2 separate regions of the Sus scrofa genome follow, and region 1 is linked to region 2. The links are chromatin contacts, called in public HiChIP or PLAC-seq maps. All regions are on one chromosome and are shown on one strand. The core of a region is the stretch at or near the end of the contact, and the rest is flanking DNA. Distances in the headings are between cores, read along the strand shown. Region 1 overlaps LOC106508521 (a long non-coding RNA gene). Region 2 overlaps ADGRV1 (G-protein coupled receptor 98).

Region 1 (5,854 bases), core at 1,306-3,805, 82 kb before region 2:
ATGTCAGCATTTCAGCCCAATGCCCTTCTCCAGTCCTAGAGAGATCAATGTATTAAAAGGTCACAGGCCAACTGTGAAGATTAATTAAATCCTTAGGTTAATTCTCTCAAGCTGGTTTCCTGATTTTCCATAAACATAAATTTTTCCAAGTCCTTGTCACTTTAAGATCCCTCTCATTCATGAGCTATTGAGAAAAACCAGTAAAGACTTCTTGGAGGCCATAGGGAGAAGTAGAGGTGAACACTTCAGTCAAACACTGAAAGGTGAATATATGATTTGCATACATGGAGGAATTACCCATAGCTCTTTAGACAGATGTCTCCAGAGATAGCTCTAGTTTGCACCTCCAAGTCCTTTCTATTTCATGAAACTGCATCAGAAAATAAAATGGATAATAAAGATTTTTTCTTTTTTTTATCAAAGTCTCAAGCTATTTTGGGGGAATAATACCCTCACTTTCATCTCAAACTTCATATACCCTTTAATGAATAAAAATATGTAAGTGATTATATGCAATGACATATGAGACCATTCACTACAAAGAAGTTATAAAAATGGAAGACATTATTATGGTTAAAATTTCACATGTCCAAGTCTTCCAGATTCCTTGGGGTGCCTGGCCCCAGAAACATACAGCATTGAGAGCTGTATTGCAAGAACACCAGTAAAGCTGATGTTTCCTGTTCTCTGAGTAAGTGGCTGGGAGGAGGGGCTAGTGTTTCAAGGCTCTGGTGCTCACTTCTCCCTCCTTTGCAAATTTGTTTTGGCAGTCAGGTGAGCTACCAACTTCTGAAAACAGTAAACTGGGGGAGGGGGTGGATCAGGAGTAAATTCTTACTCTGTTAACCTGGCTTTTTTTCTTCTCTTGGCACAGCAGTTTTGCCTCAACCTGAAACCTCTTCTTATTTTGAGTTCAACATTTATGCTTCTCAAACTGAAATCTTGCTGCTGAAGCCCAGAGAGGCAAATGAAAAGGAAAAGAAGAATCAAGGAGGAAAACACACACACACACACACACACACACACACACACACACACACACATTAAGGTGGCATAGAAAGAAAGCTAAAACAGGATAGAGAGGAAAAGGTTGAGGTAGAAATTACTATAAAGATATCAAGTGTTGTGGGTTTCGGTTTCCTCTTCTATAACATGGGATAATCAAAAATCGAATAGCTTTTAGCAAGATTGAAAGGACTCTATAACATTAAGCATAGGAGTTTGTGTATAGTGCAGTGGGTTAAGGATCTGGAGTTGTCACTGTTAGCAGCTCTGGTCACTGTTGTAGCATGGGGGTTCAATCCTTGGTCCGGGTACTTCCACATGCCGCAGGCACAGTCAAAAGATTAGGTATAGAAATGACGTGAATCAGTGCCTGGTGTATTACTAGTAATCAATAATTATTATATTATGTAATTATAACAGGAGAATCGGAACATAAGAAATAATTTTTACAAGTCGCCTGTTCATCATTAGCTAAAGATAGCTCCTTAAAAAACAAACAAACAAAAAAAACCCAGGAGTTCCTGTCATGGTGCAGCATAAACAAATCTAACCAGCATCCCTGAGGAGGCAGTTTCAATCCCTGGCCTTGTTCAGTGGATTAAGGATTTGTGTTGCCATGAGCTGTGGTGTAGGTCATAGATGAGACTCAGATCTGATATTGCTATCATTGTGGCATAGGCCGGTGGCTGCAGGTCTGATTCAACCCCTAACCTGGGAACCTCCATATGCCATGGGTGTGGCCAGGAAAAAAGACAAAACAAACAAAAACCTGTAATCCCTACTCGGCGAAATGTGTAGTAGAGATGATCCAACCCTTGCCTTCTGGTCAACATCCTCGGTATCCAAAACCCAAACATGCAGTGAATACACAGAGACATGCAGATTTCCTTCTTCTGGATACTGATTACGAACCTAGGATTCTTGGCCATAGGTCTTTTATCACCCTTGGTTTACTTTTCAGCAGGAATGACATGATTCATCAAATAACTCGGGGCTTTTTGCAACGGAAATAATTAGAAAGTAGCCAGAGATGCCTCGTGGGTTATGTGTGATCTCACTGAAGAGTCACGCCCCCACATCCCAAGGGTTGCTGGGTGCCAAGCCCGAATTGGCTGCCACCTGGGTTCTGGATTCAGCTGGTTTGACTTTGGATGGTGTAAGAGGCCATAGAAAAAGATAGATCATAAAAGGCCTTAAGAAATCCTTTTCAATTACAGGTGTGGTGTTTTCAAAATAACCTTGTTTTCAGTGAGCTTAGCTCCACCCAGAGGAGAGAGAAGTCTATAGCCAGCCAAAGAGAAATGACTTTGTTCAACCTCTGCATATACAAACACGGAAGAAGGAAGTTGATGCCTCTATCTTTACCTTTGGGTGCAGTGTTTTACATGAAGCAGGCAATGACCTAGTTATAAGTTGAACCAGCAAACTCCTAAGAAACATATGTAAGACATACCACCTCCTCCCTTGTGGTCAGTCTCTGAGGGGTCCTCTCTGGCCTCTTGAATTCCTATTCCTACCCCAGCTGATGGAAATTCTATGCTTCATCTAGTCATAAGCTAACAATAGAAGCAAATGCTAGTGGTATCCAGGGCATTTGCTCTATCAAAGAAAAGAGTTAGCAATTAGGAATGTGCTTTTCATATACCCAAGTAGCTAAAGACACAGCCTGTGCCAGGAGATGGAGAAATATCTATTATCTTTTCCTGGCCTGTCTCTTAGACCTCCTTGCATACTACATGCATCCACGCTTGTGTAGGTCTTGCCTGAGGGGCCCGCTATAATGCCAGAAAGACTCTCATGGAAGAGAATAAATCATGGAGAATTGGAGCCAAAAAAGACATCCAAAATAATCTAGTTCAGTGGTTCTTGTCACTAGCTGTATATTAGAATTATTGGAGGAATTCTGAAAAACTTCCAATACCAAACCCTACCCTAAGAGATTCTGATTTAATTGTTCTGGGTTAGGGTCTGGGCTCAACAATAGTTGTTAAAGGAAAGGATACATGTATTAATAAATGCATAAGTCATAAATGCATTTACTTTTTTAATGCATTAATAAAGAACACGTAAATTTAACACTTTTCTGGATAGCTGGAAACAAAAGCAAATATTTTGAGCTATGATCTTGGCTTACTCATTTTGATGTTCTGAGCACCCTCTTTCCAATGAGGTGGGGCACTTCCCCACACCACCACCGATTCTCTGGGGACATCAGCTGGGTGTCTACAGTTCAACTCATTCTGACACTTTATGTACCCCGAGATAATATCAGATATTCCACAGTTACATCCCCCACACACCACGCCGTTCCAGACTCCTTAGCAAGCCCAGGTTGTGACCTCTGCTTCTGACCAACCGGCTACAGCCCAGAGATTCCAATGACACCCTTTTTCCTTTCCTTCAATTAATTTGCCAGAGTGGCTCCCAAAGCTCAGAGAAAGAGTTTACTTACCAGGTCACAGGTTTATTATAAAAGGAAATAACTCTGGAACAGCCAGACGGAGAGACATATAGAGAAGGGGCAGGGAACAGGTGTGGCACGTCCGTGTTCTCTCCTGGAGCATCACTGTCCCAGAATCCCCCTGTGTTCACCAGCCCGGGCACTCTTCGAACGCTTCTTTGGGACCTTTAAGGGAGGCTTCTTTATACAGACAGGCAAAAGTAATTAAATCATTGGCCATTACTGATTGACTCAACCTGTGGACCCTCTCCCCTCCCTGCCCTCATCCTTAAGTCGGGTCTCAAAGTCACCTCATTAACATAACAAGTCACACTTTTGTTGCTCTCCTCACCAAAGGAGCTCTGTGCTGGAAATAAGATGAAGACCAAATATGTATTTCTTACTATAGATCACATCATCACACTCCTCTACCTCACGCTGGTGAATTATACAATGCAATCAATCAAAAAAATAAAAATTGAGTATAGGCTCAAAGGTAAAGTCTGAAGTCATTAACAAACTAATGGTGGATTTAAAAACACATTTACAGATTCTTTGATATTCCTTCCTTCATGGGGTCAAACCTAAGTTCTCTCCCCTTGAGGATGGATTTAATGACTCGATTCTCTAGAAAGAATAAAGCAGAAGGTGTGGAGTATGAATTTGGAGGTGTGAAAGGGCCCTGTGGTACTCTTACCATCTCTCGAGTGCATAGCATGCCCTCTATGGAAAACAGCTGAAATACATTAGGACACTCGGGCAGCCCTGCAAAGCCAATGTTGTAAAAAATGGAGGCCTTCTGTCACCAGCGATCTGAGCCAGCCATCTTGGAAGTGGATTCTCTAGGTCAGGTCAACCCCTCAGATGACTTCCTATGAGGTCCATCCCTGACTGATCGCTTGAGGGCATTCCCATGAGATCACTTGAGCTAGAAGCTCCTAGCCAAGCCACTCCCAGATTCCTGGCCTTCGGAAATTGTATGAGATAATAATGTGTGTTAAGATTCTAAGCTTTTGCGTAACTTGTACAGCAACAGATAACTATTACAGTAATACATGATCCTCAGCCTCCACGAGTTTGCAACACAGTTGAAGTCGGTTATAGCACAAAAAACATCAACTATGAAAGGCTCAAAATATTCTGTCATATGAAGGGAACTGTTGTATAGTAGAACTAGAGGATAATAGCCACATCATAGTCTTTGTGAATTGAGTGCCCTAAAGCCAAGCAATTTGGAGCCCACATGGCAGCACAGAACAGTGGATTAGAAATACATGGATAGGTAGATGATAGATAGATAAATAGATAGATAGAGATAGGCAAACAGATGGGTAGATAGAGGATCCATGTCCTTGGGAAGCCTCCTCGTGGTTCTAATTTGTCTGAGGAAGCCAGTGATGTAACTAATACATTAACCTGGGTATTTAAGTAGCTCATTTAGATAGCATGTAACATGCTACCAAAGTTCAGTTAATCAGACAGAGTAACACAACATTTTAATTAAGGTGCTTGATCAATCATTGTGCAAAGCTTACTTTTCCAGGTTTTAATGCTAGCCTTGGTTTCTTACGATATATTCTGTGTTCCTTGAGCTGTACCAACAGTGGGCCTTTAATCCTCATTTGTATGAAATGCTCCAGCCCTTGCCAAAGTTGATTGAATTAGAGGTTGAAAACCTGATTCAAACTGGAACGACCTGAGATTCCTTTGTAGAAATTAAGAATGGGGTCTCCGTTGAGGTGCTCTCTTAAACAGAGGATAGGTTGGTTACACATTTTCTTCCACATCTACCCAGGAAGCACAGAAATCTAGTCTGAAGGAAGAGAGATTAGAGTGCCATAATATGACCTGTGATTTTATAACAAATTTTCAATTTCCCCTTATCACTAAATCTGGTTTCAGGTGGATCTTTCTGCCACCAAAAGAATAGTCTTCATGATCTTACAGTTTAGACTTAACATTAAAAATGACTTGAACTTTGTCTGTTGCATATTATAATAAGGTCCTAATGGCAAAGCATCTATTCTTTTGCACTTTAAATGATTTTCTTTTTCCTAAATTGAATAACTTCCCAGAGAAATGGCACGAGTGAAAGAATTTATAAACAACATCTGTCTAGCTCATGTTATTGGTTATTTGTATAAAAATTTGTCTTATTACTCACACTAGTTTTTTTTTTAACCTTTGGAAAAGAATAATCTATGATTTCCTGTAAGTGAAAGAGACAGGGAAAATTTTTTATTCTGATCTAAGTTGTTGCTTCACTTTTAATTATAATACCTACCATTGCCCTATTAAGCCAAGAAAAATCTGACCTGGTGTACAGCTTTAGAATAATTTTGATTTAAAAAAAGTTTCAATAGGAACTGTAAGTCAATTTAAGTCAAAAGGACTGTTGTACTCCCATGG
Region 2 (6,319 bases), core at 1,019-3,518:
TTTTATATTCTTAAGACAAAATACACTTCAGCCAAAACAAAAACAAAACAAAAAAACAAAACAAAAGCCTTGATTCATTAATGTTTGGTACCAGATAAAATTATATACACTTAAGTTTATAACTACATTTGAGTCTACATCGGGTTACTGATTTTATTTTCTTTTCTAGTTTTTTTATACCAATATCATGCCCTAATGATGACTGCCTTATCAAACTAACCACTTCTTTCACAATTTTTCTAAAATGCATGAACAAAATAGTATACTTCCTAGTATCAGTTTTTAGGTCACAATTATTAAGATGTGAAAAAAGAGGCATTCCTGTTGTGGCTCAGGGGTAACAAATCCAACTTGCTTCCCTGAGGACATGGGTTTGAATCCTGGCCCTGCTCAGTGGGTTACAGATCTGGTGTTTCCATGAGCTGTGGCATAGGTCACAGACATAGTTCAGATTCAGTGTTGCTGTGGCTGTGGCATAGGCCAGCAGCTGCAGCTCCAATTGGACCCCTAGCCTGGGAACTTCCATATGCCACAGGTGCAGCCCTAAATCGGCAGATATTTTAAAACCCTGTTCTGTGTACCACTGCGTGTCCACCAAATAAAATCCATCTGTAGGATGTCAGTGGAGACTTTGGTGTTAGTTCCACTAGGCCTAGAGATTCAAAGTTGACCAAGACAGGCCTCAGAGCTGAATGGTTCACTTTTGGGGCTCAGCTCAAATACCAGGACAGGCAGGAGTAAACAGGTTCTTCACTCTGCTCACTTAATACTTTCCTTACCAGCGCCTGCCACAGTGTACCCTTACACTGCCACAGTGTACCCAAGCTACTTGTTTGCTTGCTCTTTGAAGCATCAGCTCCTAGAGGGGCAGGGCTGTCATCTTCATCCTGTAGTCATGGCAGCACTGGCACACTGCCCTAGGAGCAGGGACCCAAACATAACTCATTATTGAGAGATGTCTCTATATCAACTTATAACAACTTGATTTCAAACTTTTAAGCTTCTTTCTTTGCCTCCCAAAATTGATATTATGCCTTGATTAGGCACTATGCTGTTAGATACAATCTCATTAATGACTCTGTCTCCTAAGAAGCAAAGTTAAATGTGTTTTGAGTCGTATTTCAGTTATGAGCTATAGCCCTCATATGTTTTTATACAGAGGTTTCTTGCAAGATGGTGGTCCAAACCAGGGCTGTTTAGGGATACCTTTGGCAAAGTCAGGAAATTGTTTTAGTCTAGGACAGCTCTTTTCACTCTGGAAAATAAGAAAAGTGAGTTCATTTGTTCCATGTGCTAATTTCAGGGTGCAAGTTTTTTCCATTTAACAAAAGGACTAAAAAAGTCAGCTTTAATTTTTGCTACAGTTATATAATTCCTAGTTATGCTACCCAAACATGCTCACAAAGCTATTTTAAACTAGGCATTGCCAGACTTGAAGGGTGTCAATCATTTTTCAGTGAACCAAAACACTAAGCACCAGACTTAAGGAATTGCTTGACCATCATTGTTATTTTTCTCCTCTGGAGCTGATCTAATTTCTAGACACAGTCCCAGTCCAAATATGTGCATATGCCCTGGATGGTTGCCATCTGCAAAGTTTATAAACATCAATTCTGTTGAAAAAGAAACATGTTTTTGTAGTTACTTAGGTGTTGTCAAAATGAAGGAGAATAAATATTTTATGTCTTCCCTATCTGTATAACCAGTAAGGTAGAAGCACAGCCATATTTCAAGCATTAACAACTTTTAACATAATCTTTATCCTTTTATTCCACAACGCTGTACACTGTTTTTGAAAGTGAGAATTCACCTACATGTAGACGCTTGATTCCTTTACGTTGAAACTCCATGCCTTGTGTTCATTAGGATACACATGTGCTGTAACCAAACAGTAAGGCTTACCTGCAGACTGTTGAAAATGACAAAGAGGACCAGCATCCAGAAGTGTCTGTAAGCCATGTGCAGGCCTCCCCAAAGCCATGTCATCGAAATGAGGGCAAAGAGATACAAAACCAGTGGAATTTCTAGACACCATTTAAAAAAAGAAGGAAGAAAAAAAGATTTTTTGAACTTCAGAATACTGCATAATCATACAGATACAAAAAATTATTTTTAGCTCCTTTCTGGAGATACTTTCTGCACCTAAGTACCCATTTTGAAAGAACAACCTTGGAAATCCCATTCTTACGCCAGAGAACAGAAGGCGCATTGCTGAGTCCACATTCCTTCTGTTTTGCTGGTAGGTAGGGGGATGGAGAAGGATGAGAACTGTTCCTCTCCTAGACTACCACCTGCTGGACAGTTCAGGAAGTGCCATGAACAACTGCAGAGATGGCAATCACATTTCAATCCTGGGGAAAACTGAGGATATAAATCTCCTTAATAGAAGATCTCTACTAGAAAACAGTAGGCACAGTGTGTTCCCAACATTACTGTAGTCCAGTTCAACATTTTAAAACATTAATGACAAAACGGGTTTGTATATAATGGAAAAATATGTATTTATCTCTTTTTTTTTTTCCTGAGTAGACACCAAATTTTACAGCTACGGTTAAGAGCAAAGATGAAGTAACGGATTACTACTGTCAACACCAAGCCTCTTCTATGCCTTATTTTATCATGCAATTTGTTGTAACAGTTTCCAGAACAGATTTCTTCAGGGCCAAAAGACTTCGTTACCCTTTCTACTTCCTTTTGATATTTGGGATTCACAGCAAAAATTTTAAAGAGGGGTTATTTAAATGGCAAGCTACATAATATCTGGAGAGTGAATTAGATCTTAGTAGCTACAAATAAACACATTTTCAAGCTACAGAAAGACATCAGGATGGAATCACTAACTCTTATGACAAACTTCAAGGTCCCTACACACTCTCCATTATCGATTAATGCCTAAAATATACATGCCCTGTGGAAATTTGAAGTTATTTACAACTTTATCAAATTTAACATTTTATTTTGAAACAATCTCAAACTTGCAGAAGAGTTGCATGTATGACAACAAAGTTATTTTTTTTTCCTGAACCATTTGAAAGTTGCCAACCTGATCCCCCATACCCTTTAAACATTGTAATATGCATTTTCTACTAAGATATTCTCCCACATAAACACAATACAACCATCAAATCAGAAAATAAACACATGTTATGACCATCCTCAGATCCTATTCATGATCTGTCAATCATTCCAATGATTTCCTCTGTAGAAGAATCCAGTTGGCATTCTCTACAGTCTGCTTTAATCCAAAACACTTCCTTTGAGTGTCCTTGGCTTTCATGACTCTGGCATTTTTGAAGGTTACCAGCCAGTTTGTCTTGTAGAATATCCTTAAATTTGAGTTTGATCTTTTCTCATGCTTTACATGACAAATTTTGCCAGAAATCACAGAAATGATGCCGAGTTCATTCTTTTTACATCTTTCTAGTGGTTGGCACAAGAATTCAATTTGCCCCATTACCAGGGATATTCATTTTTGGTCATTTTGATTAAGGTAGTGGCTGTATGAATTCTCCACTGCAAAGTCAGTCTTTTACCATTGTAATGAATATGTACCTTGTATGGCATTACTTTGAAACTAGGTAAACATCCTTTCACTTATCAAATATTTGACTTATTCATTTATTTCTATAATAAGACTCAGAGACTCTTACTGTATAATGGGTTATCTATTACCACTATTTATTTTGTTTTTTTGTTTTTTGGCTGTCCTGTGGCTTATGGAGTTCCAAAGGGCCAGGGATCAAATCTGAGCTGGATTTGCAACCTACGCCACAGCTGTGGCAATGCTGGATACTTAACCCACTGCACTGGGCCAGGAATCGAACCCACATCCCTGCTGCTGCAGAGACACCATAGTTCCCATTGTGCCATAGCAGGAACTCCACTACATCTATTTTGATGTACATGATATCCTAAGTCTGATTAGTAGAAGCCCCTTCAAGAAGGTTTCTGTCACTTCTGTTACATCCTCATCATTCTATGAGCACTTTCTTGCTTTCTGGCCCAACGAGATGTTTCAATCTCATCTTGTACTTTCCCTGCCCTGGTTTTGGTATCCTTTAGGATAGAATGGTGTTAAAAGCCAAGATCTGGGGCTGCTGGGTATGGTCACTGTTCTTGGGGTGCTGCTGCTCCTAAGTTTTCTGAATGGACAGAGCTAGAGAAGACATAGCTGTACACATGTGCACACAAACATTTACACATGTAATTCTCGATCTCCGTAGAATGAAAATCATTTGTTCACACCAATACTCGCAACTCCAATGCAATGCCACTGGGTTAAGTGTAACTTTCTCTCTTTCTGTACCTGTAACTCCCTTCTCTTTTATTAAGAAATGCATTTCCATTATTCCTAAAATATTTACCTATTTGATCAACTCTACTGGGTTGTAACCAGTCACCCACTGTTGTCATCCTTCCCTTGCACAGATGCCCTGCCAAAGCCACACCAGTTCTCTTGAGCTTCATGGGCACACCCCACCCTTCATCTGGAGCTTCCCTCATAATGACAGGGTTGGGATACTCCATACTTCCAGTGGGTGCACACCTTGCTCTGTACAAACTAATGACTATAGGATGGACTTGTTCTTGGAAGAGAAGAGAAAGACCAAGAAGAGAAAGAAAAGAAAGAAGGGAAGGGGGAATTGAGTTTTCTTTTTTCTTTTTTCTTTTTTTTTTAAGGAAGAAAAAATGCCTTTCGAAAGAGACCATGCTGATATCTTGTCAGATATCCCCTTCATAGAAAAATGTCAATTGTCTGAGTTATTACAACTGCACAGAGAAAAGGAGAAGAATTGAAAACAGTTTATATACATGAATGAGCTCCTTGTTATTAAAGCCTTACAGCAGGACAGGAGCGAATATATAAAGATTTATTTAATTTTTTAAAAATTCATTTCTGTTTAATGAAATCATACAATCTGATAAAGGGACAGAAGGTTCATTTTTACTCCTCACAAGATACCCTAATAGTTAGGAAATTGCCTAAGCTATGCTCATGAAAGTTTTCAAAGATGAGGCATTAGGCTGGTAATGGCATTCTTTGCCCTCACTATGCAAGTACAAAATTCTATTTATGGCTCTGTGCACAGTACAAAAGGACAAGCATATTTTGCATGAACAGCTAGGAACCAAATTTTCAAACTTTGGCCTGCATGTTCCTCTGAGTGGCCAGAGCCAGACAAGTGCTGTGTGCTGACAAAGCTCGGAACAGAAGCCAGGGGAGCATACCAGGGCTGACTAGAAACACCCAGAGCTCATGTTTTTCTGGAACTGTGCAGAAAAGTGTGGTGGCTTGGCACCCTAGATCAGAAACTGCAAAGCAAGAAAGCCAGCCATAAATAACTTAGTATACTGATCAATAGATCCCAGGCCGGTTTGTCAGCAGTGCAACAATGATTAAGACATGATTTCAGATGGAAGGAACGTATTCAGGGGCACATCCGGATTTTGTGGACCTGAAGTTTATAAAACTTGGAAAGACTTCTGTAAAAAATAAAAGTTCAAAGGCATAATTAGGTATAAGATCTTGGAAGAGGACCATGCAAGTAAGAGGCCCTAAAATGTATGCTTCATCAGCTTTATAGTTAACCTACCTAAGGAGGCACCATTCAACTCTCTGAGGCCTGGAGTAACAGTGACCAAAAGGAAAAGGGATGTGGGAGTGAGTGATGACCATAAAAGTGAGGGGGAATGCCGTTCCTTAAAAGCTATAATGAATTCCACTTGGCAAACTGAAAATTAACATTCTTTTAGTGAAAATCATTTGAGTTACATATTTCCTAAGCTGATTTTTCACATTTGGTGAAATACCAGTAACTTTCCCGTTGGCTATATAAGCTACTGCTTAATAAAGCAGGTGTTTATAATAGGCAATGTTAGAAATTTATGTTTACTGGAGTTCCTATTGTGGCTCAGCAGTAAGGAAACTGATTTGAATCCATAAGGACTCAGGTTGAATCCCTGGCCTTGCTCAGCGGGTTAAGGATCTGCATTGCCGTGAGCTGTGGTATAGGCCAGCAGCTGCAGCTCCCATTCGACCCCTAGCCTGGGAACTTCCATATGCTGCAGGTGTGGCCCAAAATCACAGTATTTACGGGCCCAAGGAATGAGGGTATCTACATGAAGACTGTACTACCCAAAATTATATAAGGAAACTTACAACTTAACAAAAGACAAACAACCCAATTGAAAAATGGGCAAAGGACCTGAGCAGACATTTCACTAAAGAAGATATACCAATGGCCTCTGAGCACATGAAAAGATGACCAACATCACTGGTCACTAAGGCAAATTAAAACCATAATGAGATATTATTTGT

Evidence for each region. HiChIP or PLAC-seq counts read pairs in DNA pulled down with a chosen protein or histone mark.
Region 1: a contact with region 2 is called in an H3K27ac HiChIP or PLAC-seq map of alveolar macrophages. The contact joins two enhancer-like sites. A contact is called at or near these places in 5 of 47 Hi-C or Micro-C datasets (adipocytes, alveolar macrophages, blood and 2 more) and 1 of 2 datasets of contacts at active chromatin or transcription factors (alveolar macrophages).

The regions. Positions count from the first base shown.
Region 1 is chr2:98,291,827-98,297,680 of Sscrofa11.1, reverse strand. LOC106508521 (a long non-coding RNA gene) reads right to left here. Exons shown (of 3, transcript XR_002341817.1): 1 at 3,458-5,854. Among named protein-coding and RNA genes, the nearest start is that of ARRDC3, 150 kb to the left of the region's middle. Within about 2 kb of position 2,555, at least 22 of the 83 cell types and tissues checked have an H3K27ac peak or open chromatin away from gene starts, as enhancers often do. A contact at or near this core is called in alveolar macrophages, where this site is marked.
Region 2 is chr2:98,209,225-98,215,543 of Sscrofa11.1, reverse strand. It overlaps ADGRV1 (G-protein coupled receptor 98), which reads right to left. Exons shown (of 91, transcript XM_021085372.1): 88 at 1,903-2,024. Among named protein-coding and RNA genes, the nearest start is that of ARRDC3, 230 kb to the left of the region's middle. Within about 2 kb of position 2,268, at least 8 of the 83 cell types and tissues checked have an H3K27ac peak or open chromatin away from gene starts, as enhancers often do. A contact at or near this core is called in alveolar macrophages, where this site is marked.